2 separate regions of the Zea mays genome follow, and region 1 is linked to region 2. The links are chromatin contacts, called in public Hi-C maps. All regions are on one chromosome and are shown on one strand. Each heading gives the region's core, a stretch centred on a gene start, on an enhancer-like site or on the middle of the called end of the contact. The rest is flanking DNA. Distances are from core to core; before and after follow the strand shown.

The links. Hi-C and Micro-C count contacts between places; a contact is called where the count stands out from the background.
Region 1: a Hi-C map of ear shows a contact between it and region 2, with 2.0 times the contacts expected there. The contact joins the enhancer-like site here to the promoter of LOC100382137 in region 2. A contact is called at or near these places in 2 of 25 Hi-C or Micro-C datasets (ear and leaf).

Annotation. Positions count from the first base shown.
Region 1 is chr7:104,576,043-104,580,616 of Zm-B73-REFERENCE-NAM-5.0, forward strand. No RefSeq gene overlaps it. Among protein-coding and RNA genes, the nearest start is that of LOC100272233, 100 kb to the left of the region's middle. Within about 2 kb of position 1,284, at least 14 of the 20 cell types and tissues checked have an H3K27ac peak or open chromatin away from gene starts, as enhancers often do. A contact at or near this core is called in ear and leaf, where this site is marked.
Region 2 is chr7:104,134,707-104,138,963 of Zm-B73-REFERENCE-NAM-5.0, forward strand. It overlaps LOC100382137 (Cupredoxin superfamily protein), which reads right to left and starts at 1,597. Exons shown (of 2, transcript NM_001174898.1): 1 at 843-1,597. The coding sequence starts at 1,592.

The sequences.
Region 1 (4,574 bases), core at 34-2,533, 440 kb after region 2:
GCAACGGGTCGGATTCGGATCGGATATTGGAAATATCCGCCCACAGTCATATCCACGGTCATAAATAATATCCACCCGTGACTATATCCACGAGTAGAAATTTATATCCATATCTATGTCCATCGGGTTTCGGATATCCATTGGATATCCATCACATATGATAAAATCATTTTCAGCAATTGAATAACATAATTAATCAAATTTCTTCATGTTTCAACATCATATACAACTTAAAATTTAATAAAAATTTAAACAAATATACATGTCCTTCAACAAGCAACATTCTCAACATGATAAAAATACATGTCTACATGTCGCAACATGAAAACAAATACATGACAACAAATACATGTCTTCTTTTGGCCTTAAGCCTTTTGCCTTCTGATCTGATCCGAGTGTAGTGTTGAGCACTTGAGCTAGCGCTATAGTAGCTGTGTTTAAATTTTTTAGTCAATCATAGTAGAATCATGTTCATCTAAACAACAAAATAGATAAATGGTTAAATCAATGATCAGATTCGATAACCAAAATATAAGAACATACTAAAGAGTTGAATCATGTTACCATTTCTTCCTCTTCATCCTCCAAACAAGTCATTAGTGCATTTATAAAATAGGATTGGTCGCCTAACATGTCAGCTCGGGCCCAAGCTTGCATACACATCAACCCTTCTACTGTTTTTGGAGCAAGTCTACTACGATGTGGGCTAATTACTCTCCCCTAGTACTAAAGACAGACTCAGATGCCACTGTTGTAACAGGAATTACCATTACATCTCGAGCAATTTTTCTCAAAGTTGGATACTTGATCCCTGCATACTGTCACCAGTTGATAATGTCAAGCTCTTGAGTTCTTGGCAGTGTTGGCTCCTCCAAATATAAATCCAACTCAATCCATGTGTGGGCCGACAATAATGGACTAATGGTTAATTTCGGATATCCAACGGATTACCCGCGGATGAGATTTAATATTCAAATCCATGCCCACTTTATCTCGGATCGGATACAGGTCTAACCCGCGGGTCGAAAAACATATCTATATCCTGATCCGTCGGATCGAATATCCGACGGATATCCAAATCTATGGATTAAATTGCCATCCTTAAAGCCGAGAATCAAACCTAGCCGAGTTAACTATGAGTCGAGTGAGCTGAGTCATGACTCATGACTATTTTATCCAACCATATACGTTCTGAAATTCGGAGCCCATGCAGTCAAAGCCACTGGGCTCCCTCAGACTCGCAGTGCGCAAGCAACATCATTTCCGACGGTCTCGCGTGTCATTCGCAAGGGCCTATTATATAACCAGCCTTGAGCCCACTACTTTGATGGGCCTAGTATCAACAACACAACATATAGTATTTAAGAGGTAATAATGCAAATGGAAAAGTCTGTCTTATCCCTTAAACTATTGATCGAGTACAATTTACATCACATAACTAGGAAACCAAAATTTTAGACTCTAATTTCTCAAACCATTCAATTTACCTCCTTGATCATTTTGCACGGCCTAGCCATATTGGCTGACGTTGCCTAGCCGGGATAGATATAAGTTGGATTTTCACGGAAGTTCCGGAAGATCAATTCAAAATTATTTTAAAAATTCTAGAAATAATTTTCAAAATATAAAAATCTCGTTTTAGAAAAAGCACATCTATGTTAAAATACTAAAATCTTATTTAAGCTTATAAAGTTTATAGAACATTTGTTTTAAATCAAAAAATATATAAAAATAGTTTTATCTTATATAAAATCATGTTGTACATTTTTTCCCATACTTAAGTTAAATGGATCTATCGAATCAATATGGTCCCCTAATATCTAAAACTAGGCCAAATGAACAGAGGATGGCACCCTAAGGCAAATTCTTGCAAAACGCAGTGTGAATCACCACGCAGACATTGTGCAAACTGCAGATCATGTTTCATCAATGGCACGCCTTTTCTTAACCATTGAGAGATGCATGAGAAAAAAATACAGTATTGTAAATAGTAGGCCACGACATTTGGTGGCGTTTTCCCCTAAAAGTTGTAGTGAAGGATATTAAACTAACATGTTTTATGGAATATATGAAAAATGCTTAACTATTTATATATGAAAAATGTAATTAAGGAAAATTTTATGAGCTTAAATACTGAAATACAGATCAGCTTGTTTGCTTCCTCGATAACTTTCATCGTCGTAGGTTAGCGCACACATCAGGAGCACATGACCAAGCAAGAACTGCAATTTGGATGAGCTTGAAATGAGAGTTCTTGTGTCCCTAAAATTATGCTCTATATAATGGTTCTTGCTCAAAACAAACATAGATCATGATTTTTTTAAATGTGAGATAAAGTAATTTTTTCTATGGATTTTCTAAAGTTATATCAAATTTAAGTATTTTTATCAAGTATACTCCATTCGTCCTAAACTATAAATTACTCTAACTTTTTTTGAAAGTCAAAGCATCTAAAGTTTGGCTAAAATTATAGAGAAAAATATAAAAATTTATGGCGTCAAATAGGTATAATTAATAAAGTATATAATGGTATTTATAGTATTATAAATATTACTCTATTATATAAATTTGGTTAAACTTAAGATGTTCTGACTTTTTAAGAAAGTTAGACTGACTTATAATTTGAAACAAATAAAATGTATTTGTAGAGAAATATTTAGATATTTTAAAAGTTATTTTTATATTTTTTATAACTTTTAGTTTAACTTTTTCAATTATCATAAAAGTTGATTTACGTGGCTCATGTGGTGCTACGAGAGACGGCTGATATGGAGCCATGTCATGAAATACCGTTTTAAAAGACCGCTCAGGTCAGATGGTGTCAGAAGTTTTAGAGTCTAAAATCTATTTTTTAATTAAGAAACATAAATTGAAGCAGAAGGTAAGGAAAGTGAAATAGACTTTTTCTATATATATATATATATATATAGTGCAAAGTTATTTCACGCCCCCTCTGGTTCGATTGTGGGACAAGTGGGCCACGGTTTAACAAGAGTGACTTGGCCCACTCGATTTCAATGCCCGCGTTGTGTGGCTGAGAATTGGATCATACAGGCATGGACTCGAGTGGAAAAAGGAAAATGGATCACATAACAACGTCGTCAGAGGTTAATTTGGCCGACAAAGGAGAGTTGATTGCATATCTTCTATATCTACCATCATATAATCTACCAGTTTAAACTTGCAAAACTCACTCAATCAAATCACCCCATACTCATAACTTCCACTAATTCCACCAAAAAAATTACATCCAGACTTGTCATTAAAACTAATAGTTTAGATCATTGGATAACCCCTCTCGCTTACTCACTAAAATCGAATAGACAATATTATTTAGATCATTCTTTATCTCTACACCTCTCCCTGCGACCCCTCAGTCCCAAGGCTTCCTATACACGCCTTGTCCCTCGCCTCTCCCCCTCACTTGTGCCGAGCCGCCGTAACGTCATCCCCTCCCCTTGCTGTTGCTACCGCCATCGACCCCTCTCATCTCCGGGGTCAAGCATAATTAACCAAAGACGAGAAACTAATCTGAAAGAAACAGAACCGAAACCGAATAACCAGAATCAAATTTAGTTCCTTATTCAGTTCTAGACTACGAGGAACCAAAATAATCGAGAAAATTTCGGTTCTTACTCTTAGATAACAGAATTAATCAAAATATACGAATTGTACTTCACATACTTGTGGTTTGTAAGACTATGTTTAATTTATGTGTGATGTCTCATATTAAATTACTCTGTGTTTATTATACTATATTGGTATTGTATCCTTATCAATTATTATTATTTAAAATATCGGTAGTGTTTCCTAAATTTGTTTTAAATCTGAGCTCTACCGAAAAATCAGTTAATTTGGAAGAATCTAAACTAAATTTAAATAACTGAAAACTAAAATGCTCGGTTTCTAAAATTTCTTAGAATTGGTCAGTTCCTGTTTTATAGGAATTGATCATTTACATCATTTTCTAGGAATTGATCATTTCGGTCATTTTCTAGGAATGGATTGGTTTTTATTTCTTAGAACTCCACTTTCATGGACCTCTACTCTATAAAGCAACAGGTTTCACAGTTCCACAATCACCCTTCTACTTCCACCAGTTTCTACGTTTCCACGATCATTCTTCTTTCTGTTTTATGCTAAATAAGGTAAAATAGTGCACAGTAAAAGTTTAAATATTGATTTTTATTTTTCTTTATTAAAACAAATTATATCCATATGATATAAAGAAACTGTATCAATGCACCAGCAGTGGATAAAGTGAACCAAAACTGAACCGAGAACAGAGTTACCAGACCTACATGCCAGGACGAACCGCACGCGCGGTCTCGCTTCGTTCCTTGTCTGCCGTTTCAATTTCTAATGCCAATAATCCGAATGCCACGCAAAGTCCACACCTACCCTCTCATAAACCATTATTTTTACACCTCAACGCATGCATCTTTGACGTCTCCATCCCAGAACAGTCCGTTTGCAAAGCTCCATTCCGATCCATTGGTCGGCCCCGCCACAAAGCTAGCTCGCCGACGATGGCGAGGCTCGCGCCAGCCACCCGTGCAAAGCGCGTAACACCG
Region 2 (4,257 bases), core at 347-2,846:
TGCCTCGATGCACGGTTAACGGCTAGCTTTGTGGTCGTGGAGATGGTCCAGTACGTAGGAGCAGCATGCATGTGCGCGTCGGGCTTCCCCAAAACACGGCATTGCCCTAGATTCTAGCGCGAGATTGCAGGGGATTGTACTGTTGTCGTCACTTCCCGCCATGGGAAATGTGCACCCAATGCTGGCCATGCAATCAGTGGACTCGCTCTTTCACACTCATAACTTTCCCGCCCAGATCATATAAGTTACATTAGAAAGATTGGGAGGGTAAAATATCACTTTAAAACCACTAATAAATTAAAAAAGTAAGACGGTAGCTTATTTAAACTTATTTGTTATCCCAAAATGATATTTTTACGTTTCTATCATTTCATCGTAATCTAATTTATATAATTTAAGAGAGAAACAAACACGCCAATAATCTGCTATCGTGGATCAAGTACACGAGACAGCTAAGAGAAGAGTCCGCCTCTCTTGTTCTTTTTTTCAATTAACAACCTAAACACTCCTTTAAGAGATACCTCAGAGTTGTACATATCGTATCAGAGTTGTATTCTGAATTGTGAATAGCTTCTAATGTAGGAGTATAATGGATAGCTGCATGGTTGCCATATGCATTTTTCTTCTATTCAACTACTCCTACCGTGTTTTTCAAAAAACAAAAAAATAACTACTCCTACCGTGTAGTTGTTTTTCAATTAGTGCTACATTGTTTTAGATCTTGACACCTGCTTTTGTAACTGTTGACGAATTGAAATGTTATATACAAAAAATAAAAGGACGCGGAGAAACAAATAAATCGAGACATCGAGAAGGAGAGAGAAACTAAATAACGTGCGCACCTCGATCTCAAAGTTGAGCGCCGACAGCGAGGTGACGCTGGCGATGCGGAACCTGTAGGTCCTGCCGGGCACGACGGCGAACACGGGCGTGGCGCACTCCGGGTGCGCGGCGTCGCAGGCCCCGGCGGCCGAGCAGTTGACGAACCTGCCGCGGCCGTTGATGAGCAGCGACTGCGGCTCCCCGACCCAGACGAGCGGCGCGGACGCGAGCCCGGCGGCCTGCTCGTAGGTGCTCTTATGCCACCAGTCGTTGAGCAGCACGTCGTGCTCGCCGTCGTAGCGGAACGGCTCGGCGTCGGGCCCGCCGGGCGCCGCGGCCACCACGATGAGCCCGTTGAGCCCCGCGGAGCGCTGCATCCCGTAGTGCGCGTGGTACATGTACGTGCCCGGGCGGTCCACCACGAAGGCGTAGGTGAAGGTGTCCCCGGGGAGGATGGGGCACTGCGTCACGCCCTCCGTGCCGTCGGCCCACGGCGTGCCGCGCTGCCGGATGCCGTGCCAGTGGATGGCCACGTTCTCGGTCAGCAGGGAGTTCTTCACCCGGACCACCACGGTGTCCCCCTGCGTCGCGCGGATCGTCGGCCCGGGCGTCTCCCCGTTGATGGTCACCGCCAGCTTCCGCACGCAGTCGGGGCTCTTGAACTGGTAGCTGATCTCCCACTCCTGGTGCCGCGTGGCGGCGCGCGCGACCACCGCTGCCAGCGACAGCGACAGGAAGAGGCAGCAGAGGAGCCGCGGTGGACAGCCCATGGCCGGATCCACGCAGTGTGGAGCCGCGCAGGAGCTCGATCCTATGATATGACTTATGGGGGTGCCTGACTGAGCGCGTGTGCAGAGGCAAGCAGCTGCTATGTGTCGAGACTCGAGAGGTGCTGTTATGCCTGTGTTGCATATGTACACACATATATATACTAGTAGGCTAGTAGCAGCTTTGTTTCTTTCTGATTTGGTAGCAACCAAGTGACCTGTTCAATCGTAATTTTTTATTTCCATTCAAACAACACGCGTTAGGGGACAATTTATAAAGGGAAGCAGGTGTTTACATTGAGGCATTCAAGTTTAAACCTGAAACTGCCTCGAAAGTGATCGCCCAGCTGGGTGCCTGGGTCACATCAAGGCTGCTGGGCAGAGCAAGGCTCACGTAGACTTTCGTCTACTTTTAATACAAAAAAAGGAGATTAAGCACATAGAGCAATAATAGGTCCTCTTCTTCGAATAAAACCAACTTTGTAGTAACGAACTGAGCATATAGGATTGGATTTCTTATCGTAGAAACTACCTACTCACCCAAGTTCAAGCCCTCGATTTGATGTGGTTGCTCGCATTTATTTTCGATCTAGTGGTTAGACGATCGACGTGCCTTTTGACAGCAAGTCGTAATTCGAAATTAAAAAAAAGCAACTTTGAAGTAGTCTCTCTTTGGAAATTATTCACACGAGTATCCATGGTTTTGTGAAGAGCAAGTGTTGATGGTGAAAATATTAGTATATATAAATCTACATACTCAAAACACCATCAGCAACCTTGTAATGAAAATTAGACAAACATATTATGAACATATATTTTATCAGATAATAAACTTCCAGTGGAGTATTTCTATGCAGGACTATAAGATGAAGATAAGCTTATGGGCACATTATATGGAGTATTTCTTTCAATAATAAAATAAGAAGAGTATTTCTTCCAGTGCTTTCGGTTCGCTCTCAATTCAAGTAGATTGAGTGGAATTAAATGAGTTTAAATCCCAAAAAAGTCAAACTTCTTCTTATTTTTTTTTTCTAATCACATCTAATCCATATGTAATAGGAATAAACGAATAAGACCTTATAATACAAATCGACCTCAAGACAAGTTGACGTACCCAGGTCTTGTTCGTTTTGCTCTCAATCCATATGGATTGTGTGAGATTGAGTGAGTTTCGATTTCGAACAAGTCAAAATCTTTTATGTCCCGTTTGTTTCCTTTCATTTTGAGAAATTAAAATCTTACTAATGGAATAGGCTATTTTTTTAGAATGTGACATTCCACTACTTTCCAAAGTTATCATATATAAGCCTATTTCAAATTCATGGGGTGAGAGATGAAAATTGATTTTATAGATTTACATGCTATTTTTCCAATGTACAACTTATAGCATACTATTCTACTTGCTTCGCTATAACATAAATATAGTATATAACTATCTCTCTGATATAATTTAGGATAATATACAAATATATTATATATATAAATATATAAACTTAATTAGTTTTTGTCTAAATTATAATTATTAAAATAGAATTCAATTTCAACGAAACAAACGGGCCATTATAATTTTTCTCAATCCTATCCGATCTACCTGGGATAAAAATAACCGAAGGTGCACCCCGGCGTTATCCGGGCCGCGTTCATTTCTCTCCACTTCCCCAGCCCGGGCACTGCTGCGTCTGCGTCGGCCGAGTAAGCTTCACCTGCACTGCTGCCGAAGACTTTGTCGAAACGGACGCTGATGGTTTCGGCATTTCACAGTGGTTTCTTGCTCATATGCAGAGAAGCGAAAACATGCATGGCTGTTGTCGTTCAAAGTCAAAACCCCCCACGTTGTACGTGTTATATACATATACGTATTAGTCAATTCTCTTCTACAGGAATGCCGGGCCAGCACCGGGAATCCGCAAGCACAAGTGGACAACTGTCGATAGGGTATCTGTTTATCGGTGCCGTGCTCTGACCAATCAATTTGCCAGTTGGCGGCCGGGAAGTTCAGAAACATACGGGCTCGACGCGAGCGGCGAGCATGCAGCACATTATATATTATCGCGGGCTCACATGCATGCATGGATACGATACGGCTATACTATACGCGAGCTAGCGAATGCGTGTACCCAAACGCATAGATGCCGTAACGCGCATCCAAAGCTTTCTGTTTGGACAAGAGTTTGTACTGTTTCGGTTCAGGCTAACTCAGAAGACAGAATCAGCTGAACCGCCGTCCCCTTCCCTTTTAGCATTAGCTAAAACTAAACACGCACCAGCTATCAGACGCTGAGTCGTCCAATTATTATATATACGCTTTACAGCTGCTGATAGTGTAATCGAGATTGTTTTCCGATTGTGCAGTGAGAATTTCTAGAAAAAGCAAGCCAGCTCTTGCTATATGGACCCTTTCTGGAGCAGTTCTTTTCAGATTAAGTTCATGTTCTATGTTGCCTGTTTTAAGAGCTTTTTCGCTGGATGCGGACGCGGTTTACAGGACAAGTAATAATCTCGTTCGAAAAGATCGATCGCAGCTCAGAACAATCATCAGGCTAAAGCAATTCTCTTTACAGCTACCGCACGTAACACGCTTTGCCCCGCTTTTTTTTTTCTGACATGACGACAAATCTTATCAGTTATTACAACGAATCAACTGTTTGTTTGTCCGATCCCTAGCTAG